Linked DNA regions of Oryctolagus cuniculus: region 1 is linked to region 2. The links are chromatin contacts, called in public Hi-C maps. All regions are on one chromosome and are shown on one strand. Each heading gives the region's core, a stretch centred on a gene start, on an enhancer-like site or on the middle of the called end of the contact. The rest is flanking DNA. Distances are from core to core; before and after follow the strand shown. Region 1 overlaps EBF1 (EBF transcription factor 1). Region 2 overlaps EBF1 (EBF transcription factor 1).

The links. Hi-C and Micro-C count contacts between places; a contact is called where the count stands out from the background.
Region 1: a Hi-C map of skin fibroblasts shows a contact between it and region 2, with 2.2 times the contacts expected there. The contact joins two enhancer-like sites. A contact is called at or near these places in 2 of 6 Hi-C or Micro-C datasets (skin fibroblasts and an unstated tissue).

What each region holds. Positions count from the first base shown.
Region 1 is chr6:45,959,718-45,964,667 of mOryCun1.1, forward strand. All of the region lies in intron 6 of EBF1 (EBF transcription factor 1), which reads right to left. Among named protein-coding and RNA genes, the nearest start is that of EBF1, 51 kb to the right of the region's middle. Within about 2 kb of position 3,099, at least 3 of the 8 cell types and tissues checked have an H3K27ac peak or open chromatin away from gene starts, as enhancers often do.
Region 2 is chr6:45,601,194-45,605,968 of mOryCun1.1, forward strand. EBF1 (EBF transcription factor 1) reads right to left here. Exons shown (of 16, transcript XM_008255335.4): 16 at 433-3,590. The coding sequence ends at 3,559. Among named protein-coding and RNA genes, the nearest start is that of EBF1, 410 kb to the right of the region's middle. Within about 2 kb of position 2,603, at least 2 of the 8 cell types and tissues checked have an H3K27ac peak or open chromatin away from gene starts, as enhancers often do.

The sequences.
Region 1 (4,950 bases), core at 1,849-4,348, 360 kb after region 2:
ATCATCAGGAGTAAAGCAGTGAACAGCCAAGCCTCTGCACACACGGAGCTTGTAGCATCCTGTGATGGGAACAGACCAATTGGGAAATCAGTAAAGATATCTCTGAGAATTGAAGGAAAGGGAGCTAGAAGCCGATGGATGGATTAGGTTTAAGCAAAAAGAGGAAGAAATGTGTCTGACAATGGATGTAGCATATGAGTAAGAAATGGGTCTAATGTATGAGTAAGGAATTTGGCTTACTGATCACTGATGGGTTTTAAGCTAGCGAATGGCATGGTCAGATTGAATTCTTAGAAACCTACTCTGACTCCTTTGTGGAATGGACCATAGTGAGGCCAAATCGATGCAAAGCCACCAAACTGGAGTCATTGCATGAGTTGGATGGTATAAGTGGGGCTAGTGCAGAGAGGACAGCGTTAAGAGAGTTCTGGTATAGCTGTAGCAGTGGAGGGAGAGATCAGCCACATGGGTAATCCCCCTGTTTTTGTAACCAAAGGGACAGAGAAATCAGTCATATGAAGAAAATGACCAAGTTTTGGGAGCAGAATTGAGAGTTCATGTTTGAACACTGATTCATCCACACCAACTTAATGCCCCATCATCACCATTTATGTAAAAATGACTCCCTATGAAAGACAACCCATGTTTCTTACCACGCACACTGGTCCCAACCACTTTCCAAGAGTTTCCACGTGCCCCATATAAGGCTATTTCCTTCTCTCAGCACTATCTCCTCCCTAAAATGTTCTGAAAACTCATGGAACTCTATCTGCTTTCAAAATCAAAATTTGCTTTCTGATCCTTGCTTCTTAGTAAGGGGAAAATGCTCAACATCTAGGGAGTCATCCACCCAGAACTATCTACATTTCACGCTTAAGATATGAAGTTCAGATCATGTCTCCTTCACCTTTGTATCTCCAGGACATGTCAGGAAATGGGTATCGTATTTTCTATTTGTAGACACCATATTTTCCAAAGTAAAATTACAACACCTGGTCTGACAGCATGAACACTCTTACAAGAAAAAGACAGACTAGTCTCCAGACATACATTTCACTCATTAAATATTTACTGTTAAGGAATTTTTACTCATTGATAAGCTCAACAAAGAAAGAATCACTGAATGCCTACTATGCCCAAGCACAGAGTAGGTAACAATGCACAAAAAATGGACCATCAGACATCAAAAGCTCCCCTTGCCAATGGAATTGCATATACAGATTCTGTTATAGACATCTGGCACTTAACTCACAATCCTGTGGCCCACCTCTGATTTCAGCCACATAGCTCACCCTGACCACCCCCTCCCCAAGAAGGCTTCCTTCCATCTCATGCCAATGCTAGAGGAATTGCCTGGCCCACATTCAAGCACTCAGGGACAACCCTCAACCAGTGAGGGCCAGAAGCCAGAAGATAAATGTTCTAGCCCTTTGTCCTTCAGGAATCTAATTCTGAGAGGCACATTTCATGCTACCCCTTAGAAGAAAGAGCCCAATTGCATCAAGCAACTATTCTCTCTGCAGTGACTTCACTTACAACCCACTGCCCTAGTTTTTCTTTCCTTACCTGTTCTCACTGCCTCCTCTCTCCCTCATTTCTGCTTCCCAAAGACATGACACATAAACCACCTGCATCCGATCCCGGTCAAAGGTCTACTTTCTGGGGAACTTCAGTGTCTGGTCAAAACCAGCCATTCCTGCATTGGATGATCTATTCTTACACTCTGGATAATGAATTCCACACTAAAAACATCATGAAGGCCACTCAGCAACTTTCCTATTTTGATTGTTCTATGAAGCTATCTGTGGGATGTCACAGAGGGAACAGTATACAGCAAGTGTCAAACACACACCTTCCGAATAAAGTCCAGTTAAAAATACTCCAGTTCCTTCACAGGTACTAAAAGGTAGGCAACGGATATAGCTTCTCAAACTAATTTTTTACATAATTCAGGTAGGTTCTCCAGAATTTGATTTGCCTCTTTTTTTTCCAACTTTTGCCCAACATGTTAGAATATATTTATCAATATCTTAAATGCTACTTAAACTTCCTTAGATGATCCCAAAATAGTAATTAAAAAAAGCTTCTGATTTAAACTAAAATTCAGTAATCTATTAGCATGACAAAGTCTGCATTTTATTTAGTCATTGCCATTAATAATGAAATGATGTATGATTTTCATTCCTGCAACTCTCCCTTCTGTGCACAATCAATTATACATTTAAGAAAATACTTAGTGTATAGAAGACTTCTCTAATTAAGCATCACTTGAGGGAGCCTGTGAGACTCTTAAAACTAGAAAAGATCTTGATATAGGATGGCACAGGGAAAATAATCCACTCAAAATATTTGAGTCTTGATTTGTAAAACATAAATTTATACGTGTTCTGAACCGCTAAATAAGGAAAAGCTTACACACATTTTTTTAACCCAGTAGAGACTTGGAGGTGTATTAAATATACTGCAAACTCTAAACTCTTCTCTCTCCCCTTTGTTCCAGTTAAGAAACCAGAGCTGAACTGAAATTAGATATTTTGGGTGAGACTCAGTCCCAGAATTGCTGTCCTTTAGACAAAACAGTCTTCTCTGTCAAAATCACTGAGGATTTAAGATAGTTGGTTCTTGAGAACTCTGGAAATTGTCCACAGTTAGAATCAAACAGAAATAGCTAGCCTAAGATTTCCCAGAAGGCAAAATGAGGATGGTTTTTCTCACTAAAATTATTACAGATCACATCCTGTTGTTGGGAGGGAGGGGTGCTTATCTTGGGATAATATCCAGTATGATTCGGCATCCTGGTTGTCCCCAACAACTCTCTCTGGCACAGCCCAGCAAATTCACTCAATTTGGCCAGTCCGGATGCTTTCTCTTTCTCTCCCTCTAGAGGCAGAAAATGAACCACTAAATAAGGTTTAATTTCAAGGCATTAAAAATAAAATCAAGGATAAACCACTCGGACAAGAACAGAAAGCAGGCCTTGAATAAAGGGAAGAGGTATATCCAGGACGTGGATACAGGAGAAACCCCGGTGAGTGGTAGAGGTGGGGTGGGGGTGGGGGGTTCAAAAGAAGTCTGTCCACGTCTGTCTGGCCATCCCACACACACACAATCTCACTCTCGCTCTCCCTGCGTTGCTCTGTCTCTGTCCTGGTCTGTCTGTCTGTCTTTCTCCTACTCTCTCTCTTGCCTTCACTTCTCAGGCTCCTGCCCCTGGCAGGGACCAGCGATCCTCCCTCCTGGGGCTGATCTTCCCTCCTGCCCAGGTGGCTCCTCCTACAACAGGCTGGATCAGTGAGTTTCCAGAATGGGCTCTGCACGCGGTGTGAGTGTGACCAGCGTGTCACCAGAAACAGCAGATGTCCCCTGATTTTTGTGGCTCCCTTCAGAAGCCCTTCCTCTCTCCAGCTCCTCTTGGCCCCGTGAGCCCCAAAGACAGCTCTCAGACTGTGCTACGGCAGAAGCGACTTTCTTCGCAAATGCCATAGCGTGTTTCTGACATATCTTTGCATGAACTCATTTCTAAGTATTAATGGACTCTGTTCTTCTGCTAATTGGTCCAGGCCCTTGGTTGGTCTTAGGGCCAGGAGCTGCCTGGTGAAAGGGAAACTCAGCTAGAAGTCGCTCCAGGACGCAGCCTGGGGACAAAGCTTGGGTGCCTGCGCTCTTTTTAATTCCACATTCTGGCAAAAAGAAAACCTCAGGTCTGACTTTAGAGCCTTTGACACATAATTGGTAGCCAATTTTCCTAAGTGGTGAGTCAATTTTCTGCTTGTGAAATGTAACTTTACCCTGGTGTACACCAGGCCCCAGGGTTTTCAATGTGGCTTAACAGCAATTATATGAATGTTAGGAAGGGGGGAAGTGTTAAAAGTCCTTACATTTACATTTTTTCATGTTTTACCTCTTAAAGGGATAGGAGACATCTCCTAACAAACTAACCCAGGAAAAACCCACCCAAAGACAGACACAGGATATCCTGGAAAAGAAAAAAAAATTTTTTTTTGAAGCCATACTACAAACGGTATATTTTTTATAATTCTCTGGAATATTCAGACAACCAGTGAGACATACTAAGGGATTGGTGGTTGGAATGGGTGGGGGGAGTAATAACATTTAGGGTCAGGGCATCCTTTTCCTAGTTCCCCCTCGGGCTGCTTCTTTGTTCGTTCCCTGCCCCCTCCCTTCCCATCCCCAACCCCCAAACAAATGCCCTGGTGGGCGCCGCAGTCCGGGCTGCTTCCCTCTACCCAACCCACCCCACCCCCGCCCCGCAGGCGGAGAGGGCTCCCGCTCCACATGTGCGACTCGCGTTTCGGCTTTCACTGGCGACAAACTGGAGCCTGGGCCTTTCCGCTGGAGAGGAACTCGCTACGTGTCGCTAACAAAAACACAAACAGCGCCGGCCGCTCTGTGCTCCGCTGCCCGCAGCGCGCTCGGCACCGCGGCGGGATTTATAGCACGGAGCCCCGACTGTAAGAAGTAATTCATGAGTCCCCACAAAGCCAGCACTGAGAGGCCTGGCGGCGGGGGCGTGAGACGGGTGCTCCCCTCCGTGGGCCTCCCAAGGCTCGGCCTCACGTGCAGTTGTGCGCAATCACGTGCGCGGCACAGCAGATGCAGTTTGTCCTCGTTCATTTTGTTGTAATTTTTTTTTTTCTGCACAAGGGGAGAAAGTCATTATCGTCATCCCCCTTTATCATAGTGTGTTAAAAACAGGACAGACTTAAAGTAGGTTCCTTGGCTCTGAATAGTTGGAATGGAAAAGTCCTATCACAAATGCATGTTGACACAGACCTGCATGGGTGTACAATGGACATAGATACACACATGCAGGCTCAACATACACACTCTAGGGAAGAAAATTATATCACCATCGGGGGCTTTTCTGGAAGATTCAGTATGTTTGTTTCAGCAAGACATTATAGTTTTAATAAAACCAAAGCTGATTGG
Region 2 (4,775 bases), core at 1,353-3,852:
GCCAGTGTGCATCACTGAGCACAGGCCTTGCGAGGATTTAGCAGCAGCTGTATTAGAGGCGTTTGGTTCCAACTTGCAGTGTGCCGGGTGGAGTTCTAGACTGGCCAGGTCCTGGATTCACAGGCACTGTGGGGTATGGGAGCCCAGGGCTCACTGCTTGGTTAGTGAGGTTGTTAGGGCTCTACACTCCTGTGTGGGCGTGCGGGCACACGCACATTCAGCTGATGCCGGCAGAGGGCAGCAGTACGCTATGCGTGTTCAATTTGCATCCCAGATGAGCAAATCCCCAAGGATCTACAAAGAAAGTGGGTATCCCAAGCCTACCCTAATTCCTGAGTGTCAACGCTGGTCTGAGTAATTGCAAACACAGCCCTTGTACATGACGAAGGATTCCGGCTCATGTGAAACAGAAATGAATACACCACTAGGAGCTGCCATCACAGACAGGAAGTAACTTTAATTAAATATTGTGAAAGTTGAAAAGTTTTTACAGCTTGAATTTTTGCAAAAAAAAAATTATAACAATCTCTACAGTAGTTAGGTTCTCTAACAATTGAACTGTACAGTGTGTGTCTATTCAAAAAGTTTTGATAAGAAGGTGAAAGGTTAGTAGATTTAGAGATGACTGCATTAAGCTGCATCCTAGTACAATGTGAGGCCAGGGCATGTTATCCAATCCAGTCATCCAGAAGCTGTGTTATTCCCCCAAAACCGAAATCTTAATTCTCTATTTCATTTTCTTCTTAAAGCCATATTCTGTATTTAGGGGAACATCCTTTACTTACAAAACTTTTGTGGAGAAGAAAGAGGGTCAGAGGGCCAGAATGTCTTTTTCATCTAATCAATATAAACAGATGCAACAAAACACAAATGATACACATTTTAAAGGCTCTTTGGACTTTCAAGAAAAGTTCTAACCACTGCACATGGCTGACAGATGGGTGGTGTCTGCTGCCGGGGCTGAGCCGGACACCTCACCGGCTGACCACTGGTTCCTTCGCAAACAGTTAAAGGGCCCACCAGACAAAATATGGCTTTACATTGTATACATCTTCAGGCCAGCACTTACCACACGAATCAGACCACCTCTCTGAGTACCGAGAAGCAATGCTAAACCTTGCTTACATTTTCCAGTTTTTATTATTATCAGTCATCATCATTATGATTTCTCACCATGAAAAATCAGCTTTCATCCCCCCCTCCCTCCCGCTGCTCCCCTCCCCCGCCCGCCCCAACCCATAAAAATCGCACTCTGACAGTCTAGTGAAAACCATTGCAAAATCCATATGGGGGCATGCACAGTTGCAGCATTGTTGTAAATGATTTCTTGCTCTACTAGAAAAAGTTACATTGTCTTAAGGTAACAAAACAGTTCTTTTGTGCTTTTCGATTTCTTTGTTGTTGTTTTTTTTTTTCTTTTTTTCTTTTTCTTTTTTCTGAGAATGTTAGTGATGACTGAGAGTTCTGGTGCACAGTTGCAATGTACAAGTGAAATGAATATGATCTGCATGGTTAAGGCATCCAATCTGCTGGTTTATATTTATGTGAAGGACAGAGGAAATATACAAGCAGACTTGAGAAAGAAAGTATGTTCATTGATTTCTATGAAGTTTCTCCCCCGAAATTTAATGCACAAAATGCGTCACTCCAAAGGGAGAGATTCATGCATATTAATAGAGTAAAACAGCAATAGGGTTTTTTTTGTAAGCTTCCAAAGCAAAGGATACATTTTTTTTAAATCTACAGAACTAAGTACTACAAGAATAATATGCTACTATTTTTGCCATATATTGGAAAAAACTTCTTAACTTACAAATAATACAAAAATAGACAATGGCTTTTGGGTGGGAATAAAAAAAATTGAAGCATGGTTTAAAACAATACTAAAAATAACTATAAATGAAATGTTTAAAAATCACATTGAAACAGCTAATACAACTGTAGGTGACCAAACAAATACGCACTTTTCACATAGCAAACATACACAATAAAATAAATTGGGGGTGGAAGGAAGAGAGGAAGGGAAAAGCAATGTACAAATTCCAAAGATAAATACATTATTTATATGGATATTTTACAAAATCCCCTTTAAAACAAAAAGCCTTTTAATTAACTTTGCAAGTATGTGCAAGCTAAAGGTAGTGAGCTTTTTTTCTTTGCAAAATATGCAGTAAAATCTTTTTGTGATATTGAAAAACTGTCTTAAGACATTAAAATGTATAAATAGAACAACAACTTTGGCAAAAAATCACAAAAAATCTACAGTATTTATAACTACATACAAAAACACAACCGCAAAGAAAAAAATATCAGGCAAACGCATCCTCAGAGCTTTGCTGCCTCTTTGCCATTAACTCTTATATTTAAGAACACTTTCCAGCTACCGAGAGCAAAAATTCCCATAGAACACAAAACTATGTTTTGGAGGTCTCCACCTTCTTTCCCTTTCCCCCAGTTTCCTTTTCCTCTTAATTCCAAAGCACTTAACGTGTTGTTCGAATCTGTGACACTGTGAACGGAAGGCTCAGTGACACAGGCCCTGTCTTGAATGGGACAATCGAAATAAGCTCCACGGTGCTTTAGTCAACTTTTGGAATCTTGGTGTGAAGTCAGCAGTGAGGCTGGTACAGTGTAAGTGCGAGTTTGGCTTGGGAACTGGAGGGCCGAGTGTGGAATTCTGTGCCTGGACCCTGTTCTGTGGAGTCTCAAAAGAGATTCTCACGTAGTCCGCGCGCCTCTGAGCTCTCAGAGGCCGGCGGCTTTGAAAGGGGCTGACGTAAGTCAGAGAGAGAAGGAAGGATATCAGGTTTAAATATGCAGTTTGAATGATCTGTCTAGAGGCACTGGATTTTTTGAGTAGAAGGGAAAAATGTGATCACTGACATCGCTTTTTCACTTTCCAGGCTGCATTTATATACACAGTCACTTAAGACAACAATATAAAAGAGATAAATAAACAGGCTTGCACTGCTAAGGGATGGCAGATGAAGTTAGATACTGCGAATGCACGGTCTGAGCTAACTACCATTTGATATGCTTTAAGGCGCAAAAGCCGACCCTTAGTTTTCTAAAAAATCTAACTGGCATTCCTATTCTGTCCCATACAAGCTTTTTTTTTCTTTTTTCAAACTTTTTTGTAAATATCACCAGTTCATTCTCCCTTTACACAGCTTTAAAAACATCATAAATTAAAACATGGAGTCTTATTTATAGTGTCCCTTGTATATAGCTTTACGGTTTATAAAAGACAAATGATTGCAGAGTTAAGCTTTAAAAAAAAAAAAAAAAGAAAAAGTGGATTTGCTTTTATCAGTACAGAATAAATATATCCCCCAAACACTCGGGAGGTACAACTTTAACCAACACCCTGCACTGGCAGATTCCTTCCAATTTCAGTATTTGCAAGGTCGGTGATTTTTGTTTGTTTAAAAATCTGCAGTTATTGTGATTCCTCTTAAAAAGGCCTGAGTTAAAAGTTCCACTCTGGGACTTGTATCAGATTACTCTCTGTAGCAGAATCCAACCTCTTCATTAATAAAATTCTTCAAGGCAATCCTTTCACATGGGAGGAACAATCATGCCAGATATCGCTATGGAAAGAGAAGACAGAAGTCAATGGCTTAGCATTCAAACTTCTCACTGAGGGGAAAAAAAAATAAAAAGCATGCATACACATCTACATTGATTGAATATTACCCACACACGTGCTCTCATCATCTCTGGAGTAAGTTTTTGTTATAATACATATATGTACTGTATTAAATATTATAGTATATCAGCATGCGTATGTATCTCCATCAGAACAGAATAGCCTAAGCATCACTCCAAATCTGATTGCAATTTAAAAACATGACTGGAAAGTTAAATAGTTTGAATACCATTGGGAAAGTTACAGCCCCAAACCTTGCAAAACAGTGAAAATTTTCAATCTGTCCCTCTTACCCACATCACCTCCCGGCCCTGACTTCACATCCAGAATATAAATTGGTCCATCCCATTTGCCAGTAATTTTCTAAAAGCAACAATAACACCACCACCACCACCACCTACGACTTTGCTGTGCACAAAAATGGAGCCACAGGGCAGCCTTCTGAATGCCTTCGCATCAGCCCTCAGGCTGCAGGAAACACAGCCGCTACTACGGCAGGCCTGCTCACTGGGAATGTGGAGTTGGGGGAAAGCTCAGAGCGGGAGGGGGAGACAAGTTGGCATGAAGCTGCGGAAGGTCTTCACCGCTGCTTTGCTCCTGGTTTCTGGAATGTTCTGACTATGCTTCCTAGAAAATTGTAGCCTAGGAAAACTAGAGTGAGATCCTGGGAAACAGGACGGCTCTTTGAAGGGTTCAGACTTAGGCCGCTAAACCTACTGGTATATGGAGAGAAGAGAGTCAGATAGGTCAGCCTTCCCACCTCTGGTTTTCCCTGGGCCATAGCCACTCGGATCCTTAAACTTCAATCTCCTTGGCTAGATAATGCAGTTATTCACTTGGTTTAAGGTTGTTGGAAATTTAAATAAAATAACAAATATGTGAAGTCCTTTGCTTAGGTTCCTGGTAGGAGTTAGCTGCATATCACTTGTGCTGTTAAACTAGCTGTGTGACCTTGTGTTAAGTGTTTAACTTCTCTGGGCCTCTCTTTTCTCTTATACCCAACAGGCACATTTCACACAAGGCTGTGGGGAAGTCTGGGATATCGATAAGACTGTGAAGGTGGAGCAAGCGGCAACTCTGAACTACATCAAGGGGAGAGAGATTCTTACATTACAATCGGGAAGCA